5 separate regions of the Mus musculus genome follow, and regions 2, 3, 4 and 5 are each linked to region 1. The links are chromatin contacts, called in public Hi-C and HiChIP or PLAC-seq maps. All regions are on one chromosome and are shown on one strand. Each heading gives the region's core, a stretch centred on a gene start, on an enhancer-like site or on the middle of the called end of the contact. The rest is flanking DNA. Distances are from core to core; before and after follow the strand shown. Region 1 holds the start of Vegfc (vascular endothelial growth factor C). Region 2 overlaps Neil3 (nei like 3 (E. coli)). Region 3 holds the start of Asb5 (ankyrin repeat and SOCs box-containing 5). Region 4 holds the start of Spcs3 (signal peptidase complex subunit 3 homolog (S. cerevisiae)). Region 5 holds the start of Neil3 (nei like 3 (E. coli)).

Region 1 (2,661 bases), core at 108-2,607:
GTAACACACCCCCTTCTATTTTTTTCCCCCCACTTGCAGTCAGCTACTATAAACCACTTCAGTCTGCTTCCAGCCAGGGGGCTTCGCAGTGCCTTAAACACAAAACTTTTGCAGGAGTTCAAGATCCCAACTATTACGCCAAGTATAAACTTGAAGATGTTATAAACATATTCTTTAGAAGGTTCAAGTGAGAAGTACACAAGATAAGATAACTGAGTCAGACAATCGGAATGTCTTCAAAAGTCCCTTAACGTGTTCAGGAAAGATGCTATTTCTCTTTAAAACAAAATAAAACAAACTAATTGATACTTTGATTTTTTTTTAATCTTATAGCCACTGTTTAGGAAAAGAATTGATAAAGTTTAGAAGATTCCAATTTCTGTTACATCTTGGATTTGACCAAGTTCAAGTTAATTCTGAAATCCAAAACCTTTAAGCCCAGTTTCTAAATTTACTCACACTTTTTCCAAACTAGCTCACAGAGCCTGGGGCCCCTGCTATGCAAACTCCAGGAGCATAAAACTCCGTTGTCTGGTCACACACCCCAGAAGCTCTTTGGAGTCCAAAACCAGCCAGGAAAAGAAAAGAGCATTTCCTACAGCAATGAAATTCTCTCTGGAGCCATGCCACTGGGGCAGGGTGCAAACTCCTCTGTTGGCAGGAGACCACTATGAAGGAGAAGGAATCTGTGTGACTGAACACCTCTTGGGCCCTTCCCTCCTCTAAGTTGCTTTCCTTTCTAGTAACAGCTTTCCACTGGGGGAGAGAAAAAAAGAAGAGAAACTTTGCTCCAAGCAAGCGTGCACCAATCTCTAACTTTGGATCCAAAGGTTAAATAAATAATTATGCACACACACTCCACGGCAGGTTCTCTGTACACCCAGTAAAGCCAAGCCCACACACAGTCCAGGACTTGGGAGCCTCGGATCCTCAGCCCGACCCGACGGGGTCCCTTGCACCTACCTTGACCTCGCCCCCGTCGGGCTCCGCTTCCGAGAAGCCCAGTCCCGACTCGAAGGCGGCGACGGTGGCGGGCGCCTCGCGCGGACTGGGGATCAGCGCAGCGGCGAGCAGGGAACACGCCAGAGACAAGAAGCACAGCAAGTGCATGGTGGATGGACCGGGAGCAGGGAGGCCGGTCCGTTGGCTGGCGCAGGCTGGGGCGTGAGGCTGAGGTCCTCTCCTGGTCCCTGTCCCGTGGTTTCCTCCCGGGGACCCCCCTGGGCGAGCGTCTCCCGGGACTCGGCGGCTCGCAACTTTTGCCCTCGGCTCTGGCAGCCCTCACGGGGGAGAGGCTCCCGGGTGTCAGGTACGAGCCTCACAGGAAACCGGACATCCGAACTGCCCTCGGTGGCGGCCCGCGAGGTGAAGCGAGGGCGCCGGCTCCGCCGATCGCGGTTTTGTTTTTGGTGTTTTGCAAAGAAGAGGGGGTGGGGTGGTTAAGCCCAGTCACCCCGCGATGTTCCACTCGTCCCGAAGAGCCCTCGGGTCCCTCGTCCCCCCTCCTCCCTCCCCTCGCCCGAAGTGAAAGGAGCCGGGCCGCGGGAGCCGCGGGAGAAGGCGGTGGTGGCGGCGGAGCCGGGGGGCGGGAGGAGGGCGGCGGGGCGCCCGGCGGCGGCGAGGCCCGCGAGCTCCCGGGCGCTCGAGCCTCCTGCGCGCGCGGGGCCGAGCGGTGGCGGTGGCGGCGGCGGCAGCGGGCGCAGGGGCAGGGCATGACTGATGCGCCCTCTGCCTGCGCTTATGTGAGAGAAAGCGGCAAGAGGGAGGGAGCGTGCCGAGCCCAGTCAGCCCTCCCCTCTCTTTCCCTAGGAAGCTTGCTCCCTCCAGCCCCACGCTTTCCTCCAGCCCCACCTCCATCCACTCTCCTCGCTTTCCCTTTCTCTGCCCTTCTCTCTGGGCTCTGCTGGGGTGTCGGGGTGGGGAGGCAGGGGCTCAAGTCAGGTCTGGGGGCTTGACTCTCTCTGCAGGACCAGTTTTAGGGGCCACATGACTGAGCTCAGCTGCTAGAAAGATGGGGAGGGGGGAGCAGGTACAGTGGGTAGGAGACGCACGCTTTGGCCCTGGCAACCCCTTGTGGTAAAATCCTTCTCCAGACATTCTTTATCCTGAGAAGTTTGGGACCAGCCTGAGACTTCTAAAACACTTCAGAGAAAAAGATCAACATTATAGCAGAGACCTATGGGGCCATAGTGCCCTTCCCAGCACCACCACCTCCACTGTTTTCTGGTTTACTTGAAGCAAGAATGCAAAGAGGGACATCTCAGAATACAGGGCAAGTCATTCATGCTAAGATCTTAGTGATCTTCCGGAAGACCTAAAGTTCCATCTGAAGGACAGATGGTCCAGAATCTTAAAGAACATTGATAGAGACACACCCAAACTGTATCTGCAAGACACACCTTCCATTTGCAAGAGAAAGAGAATGAAATGGGACAATTTATATGCTGAAAGAGCAAACAGCAGTGATGCATTTATTCTCTGGAAAAGCACCTAGGAACTCTGCTGTCTTCCTGGTGATGGCATCTGCTTTCCTGGGCAGGTGGGCAGATGGCAGAAGTTCCACTTAAGCTGCATCAACAGCATAGAGACATGAAAGGTCTTGCCTATTCAAAAACTATACTAAGTGCACTAATGTTAAAAAGCCACAAAATTGTCGTTGGA
Region 2 (2,661 bases), core at 50-2,549, 470 kb after region 1:
TAGAATAAAACTATAGCAGAAAAATGAAAGTGTCTCTTAAAATGAAGCTGATACCAAACAGAACATTTCTTTGTTAGGATGTATTTGAGTTTTTATTTTCTTTCTAGCAAATCTCTAGAGTTAAGAAAAAAAAAAAAAAAAAGGCCCTTTATCAGGCCAACAAAGAAAATGCTCTCGTTAAATTTTATCCCCTAAAAATAAGTTTTTTGGCCGTTGAATCTGAGAGAGCAGCTTCCTCGTTCTAAAAGCAATCAGATTTGAAGCTAATCTAGCCCTTTTCTTGCAACCATGTAATTATGTTTAATTAAGGAAGCCTTAAAAGCATAAAAGACATTTTAAAATATAGAACTTTTATATATCATTTAGATAAGAGGATACAGCAGGGAACAGTTTGGAATACTAATAAGTTAAAACATAATGACTCTATTATTTCATACAAACCTTATTTGATAGACATTACTGGATTTTGTCAATACTTTTTACTATATTATATGGAAAGTTATATGGAACAATGTGCAAATTCTTGACATTTTTGGAGATGACTTGATATCCTCATATGCCTTTGTCTCTTATAACAACAGTTTTGAGCATAACATCATAATTCTATTTATTTGTTTATTTATTTATTTTTTCAGTGCTGTAAAGCAGGATCTGCCATTTCTAAACACTGTAAGGTTTACAAGCGTCCTAACTGTGATCAGTGCCACAGCAAAATTACTGTGTGTCGCTTTGGGGAGAACAGCAGGATGACATATTTCTGTCCTCACTGTCAGAAAGAAAACCCTCAATGTGTTCAAGTATGGTAAGATGTCTGACTGAGACTCTCTTTCTTAGCAGCTAATAGGCAGAGCATGTATCTGAAGGACTGACTACCGGCTAGCGGTTGCACATAGCACAGAACCCTGAAACTGAAATCACCCATAAGAACCAGTGCAGATGAATGAGTGAATATAGTTATCAGCTCAAGAGTCAGGCATTAGAACGAGAAGCAGAATCATTAGCTTTTAAAGTTGATAGGAATTGTCACAGATCTAATTTGTAGGATGCTGCAAAACCCCAAAACCCAAATATTAGAAATACCGACTTTGGGAAAGCTGAGATAGAAGGGGGAAGATTTTTGCGTGATGTGGTAGGAGACTGTTCAGGAAGGACCAAGGTGGGTAATGGCCGAGAGTTACCAGCAAGGTAGTTGTAGGTGAAGCCTAAAATGCTCAGCTCGCTGAGAATAGGTGAAGCAGACCAGAGGTGACCGATTGCTTTTGAGTAGGAGGAAACAAAATGGTGTGGTTGAGAAGAGGAAGGAAGTAGGCCTTGCTGAGCTGCGCAAGACCAGAGGAGGAGGGTAGGCCATTGTATCTGTGGAGAAACAGAGGCATGACTTGCATTTTCATAAATGTGTCCGCATCCACTCACTTTTCTCCCAGTGTTCTGTTTCTGTGAAACTCTCACTCTGGCTCACAACTTTAAATAGTTTTATATCCTCCTCCCATCAGCTGTTAGTATCACATAATAGGAAATAGTAGACAATTAACTATTTTTTGTTTTATGGGTTTCTGGTTTTATTTTTCATAACAAGACTACTTTTCTAACTACTTTATTTGACTCTGTGCACGTAACACAGTACCAAGCACACTGAAGATCTTCCGTCTATTTGCCTATTAAATACGTGATTAATGCTCTGTGTTTTCCAGCATCTGTATTATTTTTGCAGCATTGGAGATTAAAGTTTTCCATTTTCTTCCAAGTAGTCAAGTAAATGGCATTTAATCATAGAAACAGAATTCCAAGGGGTTTTAGAAATGAGGTTTTAAAGACTCACAGAGTTCTGAAAGAGATTTCGATTTAACTGTGAGCTGGGATGCACTAGAAGTGTTGGGGAGCTTGTAATCCCTCTCCTCTAACCCACCCCGATTCTGTTTTATATGCTGGCTTTCAGTTTAAGGTGTTGCAGAACCGTTCAAACATTGAAAAACAAGGCAGATATAATTTCTAAAATTTTAAAACTAACACTACTTCCCCTATTTTAGACATGTCTGTGAATAAATATATTCTCTATTTCTGTTCAATATCTGAGCACTTTTTATATTAACTATTTTTTTTGTTGTTTTGTTTTAATTTACAGTTATTTCAAGGGTTAGGGTTAGATCTTCATGGTAGCATACTTACCTAGCAAGGCTTCAGTCTAGTTTTCAATGAGAGAGAGAGAGAGAGAGAGAGAGAGAGAGAGAGAGAGAGAGAGAGAGAGAGAGAGAGAGAAAGCTTAAAAGCCTCAGAAGCCCCCAAAACACTGATCTAAATCTACACACAAAAATCTCCCAACTCCCTTAACTGTCATGAATCCTTCCAAAATGTTTAAATATTTGGTGATCACATCCCCTTTCTAAGTGCCTATATAATTGATTGTTAGCTCTTAATACATAGCAAGCATAAGCTACATATGAGAATACTACTGCTGTGTTTGGTGACGCTGCCTCTTTTATAGTCTTACACAGTCTTTAAAGATAATTTTTATGATGTATTATTATTTGCCCAGCTGGGAAGTAGGAACATACATGGTTAAGCAGAGTGGTAGAGGTGTGGTAAAGGGCAGGATTCAATGATAAGGGAGCTATGGAGACGGAAGAAGAGCTGTCTAGGATGGACAAGATCATCTTTCTAAGC
Region 3 (2,661 bases), core at 73-2,572, 470 kb before region 1:
TCTTGATTAATCCCAAACCAGAAATAAACAGAAAGATTACAAGAAATTAAAGTGTCACTTTTACAACCAACACATGAATCATTTTTGCTATCTAGAATATTGCTCCAGTAAACGGTCTTACAAAATTTAAAATCTATAAGTAGTAGTACCATTACCAGTTTTCATTTCATCTCAGATTTCAGATTTACTCTAAGAAGCACAGATGCATCTGGCTGGACAAATATCAAATTTGCTAATTCATGATCCCATCTTGTAAGGAATGATTTCCACAATCCAAGCAAAGCTGTTTCAATCCTTTTAGAAAAATATATGCTGAAAATATTAATTGTTGTCTTATTAAACAATAAAATTATAAAATTGTAATGGAAAGTGATTTTGAGATCTTCTACTTTTAATAACAACTATTTTACTTTAATTACATTTTCAGTGCTGAGAACTATGGCCTTTCACGTTCTAGGCAAGCTCTTTCCTGCTGAGCTGTAACCCCCACCCCACCCCTGCCTCAATCCAGTTCTCAAGGGAGACAGGGTCTCAGGAAACTACTTCAGCTTGTCTTGAACTCACTGAAGAAAGGCCTTCAGGTTACAATCCTGCCTCAGCCACCTGAGTGGCTGGGAGTACACGTTGCATCACCAGGACTGACACAATACATAACTCAGTATAGTGTTTAAAATATCACAATACTAACACATGTTAAAGGAGACATAAGAAATCAGTTATCTCTTCATTATTCTCTGAAACAATGATATGGAAAGTGAAATATTTAAAGTTTTTAAATGTTTACTAATAGATGAGGGCCTCTATACTTAATGCTGGATTTTCACACTGCTCAGACATTTACACTGCAAAGCAACTTTCTTTTTCATGAAGTCAATGAGGTAAGTTACAAGAACTTCCTTCCACTGAAGTTTACAAAATGTCCCATAAAGAGAACCTGTGATGTTTTCTTGGATTGCAGATCAAATGATAGTTCTACTCAACTTGAAACAGGAGCCTGCTATCATAAACATACCTTGTCCTTGGCTTACTCCATAAAACTCAGCTGCTATCCTTGCGGCTTCCTTTCGGTTGCCTTTCACGATGTAGAAATGACTAAGGATGGCAAGGCTGATCTTCACAAAAAGTTTAAAACAGAAGAGGGAGAGTATCGTAAAATAGACATTAGATAGCTGTTGAGCAAATGGCCGGCTTTCTTCTAACACCGACATTGTTGCAGAGAAATCTGCCCTAGTGTTAGGTCCCAGCCAAGTCTCAACTGTGTCTGGCTCTGTTCCGGGATGCTCTTGAACAGCTGGTCCGAAGGGAAGAAAATATCAACTGGTAATGATGTCTAAGGCTCAAATTATTTATACTGTCCATAAAAGTTCTTCACCAGCTCCTATTGGTCTGACAATATTCCATGGGAGCAGCCGAATCACGTTTCGCAAGCCTCCTGACTTTCCATTCTCAGTATAAAATGATACACCCTCTTTCGGTTCTGGCTTTCAGGAGTCGAATATTGAAATAACTAAGGCCGATGATTTCCTTTTTTGGTATTTAATTATCAAGACCAACTTGGGCTCAGTAAATGCACCTGGCACCAAGCCTGGAGACCTGAGTTCCATCTCTTGAGCCCCACATAGGGGAAGGAGGGTCGCAACTCACACTCACACACACACACACACACACACACACACACACACTCAATAATAAATGAATGTAACTTTAAATAGAAAAATTGTACATTTTTGTGTATTTTATCCACATAGTTCATGTAATAATATTCATAATATTGAAGAGACGTCAAATATTCTAACTCAACTCTAACTTTATTAACCATGAAATAAATCATTAAATAGGTCACGGATATGACCTGAATGAGGACTCATTGAAATAAATGATTACATTGAATTAGTTGTTACACAATATTTTTTATGACTGATTAGACTGTCCCATCATCTACTAATAGATTTACACCAGCAGTGTAATACTTTAAAACAACTATCAGCTGCTTTCTATATGTTAAATAGACCAAGAAGACCTAACTGTCCCTGCCACTAGTGTAGCATAGTTTTACAGGAGAAAATGCAAGACCTCAGACAAATAAAAGACAAAAAGCATCATGGCAACATACCCAAAAGGGACCTAACGCTGACAGGAAAGTCTGAGAGAGCTTCCTGGAGGTGGGGGATAAAACACAAAAGAATTATTAAACAAATATAACCATGGAACAAAACTGCAAAACCAACCAAATTAAACTTAATAATAGATCTAGTTACAGTACACACAAAAGGTGCTTTTTGTACCTATAGTCTTGGATAACTATGATATTTTCAGGGATAAAATTTATTTGGGTATCCTATGCATATATGGCTAGTCTTAAGTACAACCACATATAAAAGATTACAAAAGAAATAGAATAATTTAGAAACATAATGTGCAGTGCCTTTGTTTTCATAAATTCCTTTGTTTCTATTTCCTTTTCTTCTTTTGAAATAATACTTTTCCTGTCAATATTTAAGAATTTAACTGAAAAATGCACGAATACAAAATATTGTGATGTATGTTTACATCACCAGGTATAAGGTCTTCTCATTTTGGAACATTTCTTAATGCCGCTAAATTACAAAGTAACAAGCAAAAGACATACGCAAGCAACTGTGGCTCTGGCCGAAGAAAGGA
Region 4 (2,661 bases), core at 62-2,561, 450 kb before region 1:
ACCCCAATTGAGATTAAATATCTCCACAGCATCCAACAGGCCATTACTTTCCCAGGTACACTTCAGTCTTTTGTTTCACAGGTACTTCTTTACCTACTGGGAACAGATTATTGGGTGTGTCTTACATATACCTCTAAGTGTTCAGTATATTTCATAGCATGTATCCTGGCACTCATCATCTGTAACAAGAGGCATCCTTTCTCTAAGTTACTCTATAGTAATAATACTAGGTAGTGTGTGGGTTGATTTGTTCTGTCTCACCACATACATGGCTTCCTCATTTTGTCTCTAGCACTATGTAGCATCCCTCAGTATTTATACCTGTTTTATAATTTAAGCTGCTGCTTTGATTTTGATAACTTTACTCAGTTATAAACCTCAGTAGGGTTTATACAAAGTGATCAATATACTTTTGTGTCTCACTTGCAGCACAGTAACTATTTATTAAAACCTTCCTTCACTGAATACAGTGTGGCTACCCGAGAGATTGAATAACCAAGGTTTTAAACACATCTAAAGACCACTCTGACTATAACTGCTACATATTTCATTTATTGGCTCTATTCTATTTGAGCCAGGGTCTATTCTGTTACACTCTCCATTCGAGGCCTAGAATATGCACTAGGCAATTCTTAATGATCCTGCCTGTATGCTGTATGAAAATTAATTGCATGGTAATGACTGAGAGGAGTTTAATCAATATCAGTTTCTCATTAACACCGTTTCATGGTTTACAGCAGCTGTTGTACAACAACCTATTTTGGATAAGTGGAAATATTTGGGATTGTGGTATAAAACACGTAACTTAAGTAGAGGTTCGGTTCTCTGTTGAAAGCAAAGCAACAGGGATTTGACTAATTGTCTAGTGCGAAGGCTGCATACCAACACTGGTGTCCCTGACTGCTATTTAGGTGCCTGATTGATTTCATTTTTCCTCCTTTCCAAAAATGTCCAACTTTACCAGCTTTGATAGAGGTGAGCTGGGACCACGCGTTTTGAAAAGTGACTACCACAGAACAGTTAAGGGGCCGCTGTCCCTATAAACTTAACTGAAGGTCAACTCGCAAAATGCTACTTCCCTACCAAGCCACAGAGGCCATGGAACAACTGAGCAGTGGAGGAGGCGGGTCTCCCCCCACACCCCCGTGGCAAAGCCCAACCCCCGTGCTCTTTGATGATTGGCGGATTCACTGAAAGCACCGCCTTCCGGCGCGTGCACGGCCGCCCAGTGGGTGGGACCCAGAGGGTGTGGGAGCGTGCGCGCTCCCGTCGGAGGACCGGAAAGGGGGCGGGGCGGGACGTGCGCACCCGATGCGCGGGTGGGCGGGGACTGGTCGGCCGCGGGAAGCAGAGCCTGAAGTGCGAGTGTGGGAGCCGGGGCCCGGGAGGGAAAGGTCGCCACGATGAACACCGTCCTGTCGCGCGCGAACTCCCTGTTCGCCTTCTCGCTGAGCGTGATGGCGGCGCTCACCTTCGGCTGCTTCATCACCACCGCCTTCAAAGACAGGAGCGTCCCAGTGCGGCTGCACGTCTCGCGGATCATGCTGTGAGTGCGGCCGGCCGGCCGGCCCCGCCCGGGGCTGTGTGCGCGGTCCCCGAGGGCTTCGCCGCGGGCCGTCCACTCCGCGGACGCGCGTCCCGGGGCCCTCAGACCCCAGCCCTGCGCGGTCGTCTCCCGAGTGGCCTGGGTCAGCGCTCCCCTTCCTTCCTGTTCTGCACGTCCCTCACCCACCCGGGCCAATGAGGGAGCAACACAACAGCACACCCACACCCGCGCTTCCGCCCGGCGCCTCCCCGCCTGCAAGCGCGCGTGGGGACCTCAGCCAGTCCCCAGTCCCCCCTGGCCTGGGTGTCCATCCAGGCGCCTCGGTGGGTGGCTCTGGTGTCACGTCCAGCCCCAGTTGGTTCTCTTTGACAGTCCCTGAAGACGTCTGTCTGTCCCTCGTGGACACACTACTTGGCAGCTGCTGCCTTGAAGTTAGGATGTGCAGGATGCACAGGGGCGGTTTAAACATCCCAGTTTCTTGTTATTTTTAACGTCATTCTTTAGCCAGCAACCTGAATAAGTCTTAGGAGACATTAAAAATAGAATTTCGAAATGACTGTTCTTTTCCCGTACTGCCTGTTTTATTTATAGCATTTCCCTCCATTTTTCTGGCACTTTTATCTTTCACGCAGTGGTTTTAATTCCTGTATGCTCTGTGTGAACTGTCCTCTACAATCTGCCCGTTCTTTTAGCCTTGGTTTACTAATTTGTTTGTCAGAATCACCAGTAAGTGTCTCCTCTTACTACTGCTGCTGCTTTTGATTTTTCATTTTTATCCCCAACACTTTTTGTTAGGTACTATTGGTGATTTAAATAGACGTAGCTTAGATACCGGCCCTGCCATCACCTTCTGTGGTGACCTAGATAAACTTGAAACATATTAAACATTGTGATCTTAAACAGGTTTCTTGCAGTCGCAGGTGTTAACATTTGTTGTAAGTGAAGAAAGTCACTGGAAGGATTGTTGTATGGATTTCAGATAATTGTGGAAAGTGCATGTTGGCTCTGACATATGGCATGTGCTTATAATCAGGTGCTGCGTTCCAGATTATCTTGTGGCCTGCTCCGCATAAAGTATTTGTGTTTCCGTTTTTCTTTTTAGTTTTATTTTTTTC
Region 5 (2,661 bases), core at 97-2,596, 440 kb after region 1:
ATCTTGATCTGAAGGCAGTCAAGTAGGAGACTGGATGTGTTTCACACCGGGCGTAGGTTGAGCATTTGAAACCTCTAAACGCCTACTCCACAGTGACAGACTTTCTCCAGTAAGACTACATCTCCTCCATCAAGGCCATACCTCCTAATAATGCTACTCCATCCAGGACTATGGGAGATGTTTTTATCGAAAACATCACAAAATCCCAGTCATTTAAATGTTGCAAGTAGATTTTAGAGCGGGCAGTGGTGGCACATGCCTTTAATCCCAGCACTTGGGAGACAGAGGCAGGCAGATTTCTGAGTTCAAGGCCAGTCTGGTCTACAGAGTGAGTTCCAGGACAGTCAGGTCTATACAGAGAAACCGTCTCCAAAAAAAAAAAAAAAAAAAAAAAAGCCAAACAAACAAACAAAGAATTACTGCAAGAATTACTGTTCACACGGAAGTTGTTACTACTTAACAGTAATTACTGTTATGAATTATAATGTAAATATTTGTGTTTTCCAATGATCTTAAGTGACCCCTGTGAAAGCATCATTTGACTCCCGCAAAGGGATTGTAACTCACAGGTTACAACAGCTGCTAGGTAATAAGTTGTATTGCAATTGTGTTCTTCCTCTGGTGTGATCTGCAATCACACCTAGAGCACAGCTAAGCAGGTCTATGGCCAGAACTATAAGACCTCTTGCTACCAGCCCATGTAAATGAACCTCTTGAAAGAGGATCCCCTAGCTACAACCAAACCTACCTTGTAACTTTTAGAGAACTGGGGAGCCAGAACCACCCAGCTGGACTTTGCCAACTTCTAACTCACAGAAATTTCTAAATAATAAATGATGTCATTCTTTAGATAGCAATAAACAATACAGAGGTGAAAGGGAAAGGGCTATTTCAGACTTTTCTCCATCAAAGGACAGAGATCAGAAATGAATTTTAGTTAACAGAATATAGAGTCCAGACAGTCCCGAGTCTGATGTAGACAAATGTAACCATTCATCATCCTACACTGGAAAGCCAACTAGACAAATCTCCACATTTAGTTTTCCACTTTTACTTCAGTACAGTGCTGGGCTTTTATGAAACCGCAAACTTGACGTTGTTTTAATGTGATCGATTTCAGCTCAAAAAGTATGGGCTGAGTAGTTCGAACGTAGTTTTTAGTCTTCAACTCCCAGTTTCCTGAGTTTTTACACTGAGCCGGGTTCTGTGACTCCTTTCACTGTGCACTGGCTCAGGAAATACCGATGACACAAGTGTGAGACCTGCAGAGCCCTGAGTTCTGTGGGCTGCCTGGATCCCAGAGCAGAGTCCGCACCACCTAGGCGTGGCCTGGCCGCAGATGGGCGGGGTTTGCTGGTGGGCAAGCCTAGGCTGGGCGGGGCGGGGCGCGCGGGAGATTTGAACTTCCCGCCCAGTGTGGGTCAGCAGGAAAGTGAAGTTGCCTGGTTGTTTTCCAGTCAGGCCTTGCAACTAGCAGGGGTTCCGGGCGGGCTACAGAGATGGTGGAAGGGCCAGGGTGTACACTGAATGGAGAGAAGATCCGGGCACGAGTGCTACCGGGGCAGGCGGTGACTGGTGTGCGGGGCACAGCTCTGCAGAGCCTCCTGGGCCCTGCCATGTCCCCTGCCGCCTCCCTGGCTGATGTCGCTACCTCGGTAAGTCAGTCCTGTGTCCTGCTTGGAAGCTGCAGCGGGAAGTGGAGTAAAAACACCACCCAGGTTCTGGGATCCCCAATCTACTCTGGTTCCCAAGACCTAGAGCCTGTGTTTCCCGACATTTATTTAACCTGAGAAGTGAGTCTTAGCTCTAGCAGCTGTCTAACAGTGCCAGTGCTAGATCCACCGAAGGCGTTTTGTTCCAACCCTGTTAACAGGCAGTCAGCAAAAGATGCTTTCTGCTGTTTACCGTCTACATTCACTGACGTTATCATCGGATTTGTGCGAAGTCTGGTATGTTTTTCTTTCCACGTTGTAAGACTGAACTCGTAACATAGACTTTTAGCCCTTTTCCAGCCCCAAATTCTGCAGTTGATCAGTAGTATATAATTCTAACGTTGCACATGGAAAATTTAGCACGAACATCTCACTCAGCTGAATATTGCCATCTAATGAAGGGGCAGTAAAAGCTAGTTCTGGTTTCCTTAAGTGAATTTATTTCTTTTGAAAGCAAATCGTAGCACAGTTTGCCACTCAGGCATACATTGCTGATGGCTGGATAGTCATTTGGTAAGAACTTAGAACTATACTAAAAATATTCTGATTAAACGACCAGGCTTTTAAGGCCCTTTAGATGTGTGGTTAATTGTATTTCATGGATACATGCAATATTGTGCTGTTCTTCAATTTCTCCTGCAAAGCTCCCTCATAGCCTTTGGTCTAGGAAAGAAGTTGTCTGTTATGCAATTAGCATATGCTCCCAACTTGAAAGAAACAAGGAAGATGTATTTTCAAGCTGAGGGAGGAAAAAAAAAAAGGTTTGGATCTTTTAACAGTTATGCTTTTATTTATTTTGACTTGGTGTGTCAACAAGTGCTCTGTACTTTTTAAAAAATTATGTTTCTCGAAATTATTTCAGAGTACTATAGAGATCTATGCTAATGGTTTCTCTAAAGTATTAGTTTTGACGAAGATCACTCATTCAGCAAAATTTTGCATACTCTCA

What was found. Hi-C and Micro-C count contacts between places; a contact is called where the count stands out from the background. HiChIP or PLAC-seq counts read pairs in DNA pulled down with a chosen protein or histone mark.
Region 2: a contact with region 1 is called in an H3K4me3 HiChIP or PLAC-seq map of bone marrow-derived macrophages, with 4 times the contacts expected there. The contact joins the enhancer-like site here to the promoter of Vegfc in region 1. A contact is called at or near these places in 1 of 39 promoter capture datasets (neural stem cells), 2 of 484 Hi-C or Micro-C datasets (adipose-derived mesenchymal stem cells and uterus) and 5 of 115 datasets of contacts at active chromatin or transcription factors (the 230-238 cell line, bone marrow-derived macrophages, cardiomyocytes and 1 more).
Region 3: an H3K4me3 HiChIP or PLAC-seq map of bone marrow-derived macrophages shows a contact between it and region 1, with 4 times the contacts expected there. The contact joins the promoter of Asb5 here to the promoter of Vegfc in region 1. A contact is called at or near these places in 1 of 39 promoter capture datasets (liver), 1 of 484 Hi-C or Micro-C datasets (muscle stem cells) and 1 of 115 datasets of contacts at active chromatin or transcription factors (bone marrow-derived macrophages).
Region 4: a contact with region 1 is called in an H3K4me3 HiChIP or PLAC-seq map of bone marrow-derived macrophages, with 5 times the contacts expected there. The contact joins the promoter of Spcs3 here to the promoter of Vegfc in region 1. A contact is called at or near these places in 6 of 39 promoter capture datasets (the 3T3-L1 cell line, cranial neural crest, hippocampal neurons and 2 more), 3 of 484 Hi-C or Micro-C datasets (all in embryonic stem cells), 6 of 115 datasets of contacts at active chromatin or transcription factors (astrocytes, bone marrow-derived macrophages, cardiomyocytes and 2 more) and 1 of 9 other capture datasets (adipose tissue).
Region 5: a contact with region 1 is called in a Hi-C map of the MC38 cell line, with 6 times the contacts expected there. The contact joins the promoter of Neil3 here to the promoter of Vegfc in region 1. A contact is called at or near these places in 5 of 39 promoter capture datasets (the 3T3-L1 cell line, cranial neural crest, pre-B cells and 1 more), 2 of 484 Hi-C or Micro-C datasets (the MC38 cell line and cerebellar granule neurons) and 5 of 115 datasets of contacts at active chromatin or transcription factors (the NIH/3T3 cell line, cardiomyocytes, fibro-adipogenic progenitors and 2 more).

The regions. Positions count from the first base shown.
Region 1 is chr8:54,076,228-54,078,888 of GRCm38.p6, reverse strand. It overlaps Vegfc (vascular endothelial growth factor C), which reads right to left and starts at 1,357. Exons shown (of 7, transcript NM_009506.2): 1 at 964-1,357. The coding sequence starts at 1,110. Gm33153 reads left to right here. Exons shown (of 1, transcript XM_006509526.4): 1 at 1-2,661. The coding sequence starts at 1,116. The coding sequence ends at 1,955.
Region 2 is chr8:53,603,774-53,606,434 of GRCm38.p6, reverse strand. Neil3 (nei like 3 (E. coli)) reads left to right here. Exons shown (of 10, transcript NM_146208.2): 6 at 636-802. Among named protein-coding and RNA genes, the nearest start is that of Gm39181, 21 kb to the right of the region's middle. Within about 2 kb of position 1,299, at least 31 of the 459 cell types and tissues checked have an H3K27ac peak or open chromatin away from gene starts, as enhancers often do. A contact at or near this core is called in bone marrow-derived macrophages, where this site is marked.
Region 3 is chr8:54,548,992-54,551,652 of GRCm38.p6, reverse strand. Asb5 (ankyrin repeat and SOCs box-containing 5) reads right to left here and starts at 1,322. Exons shown (of 7, transcript NM_029569.3): 1 at 1,013-1,322. The coding sequence starts at 1,208.
Region 4 is chr8:54,528,648-54,531,308 of GRCm38.p6, reverse strand. It overlaps Spcs3 (signal peptidase complex subunit 3 homolog (S. cerevisiae)), which reads left to right and starts at 1,311. Exons shown (of 5, transcript NM_029701.1): 1 at 1,311-1,546. The coding sequence starts at 1,404.
Region 5 is chr8:53,637,750-53,640,410 of GRCm38.p6, reverse strand. Neil3 (nei like 3 (E. coli)) reads left to right here and starts at 1,346. Exons shown (of 10, transcript NM_146208.2): 1 at 1,346-1,655. The coding sequence starts at 1,500.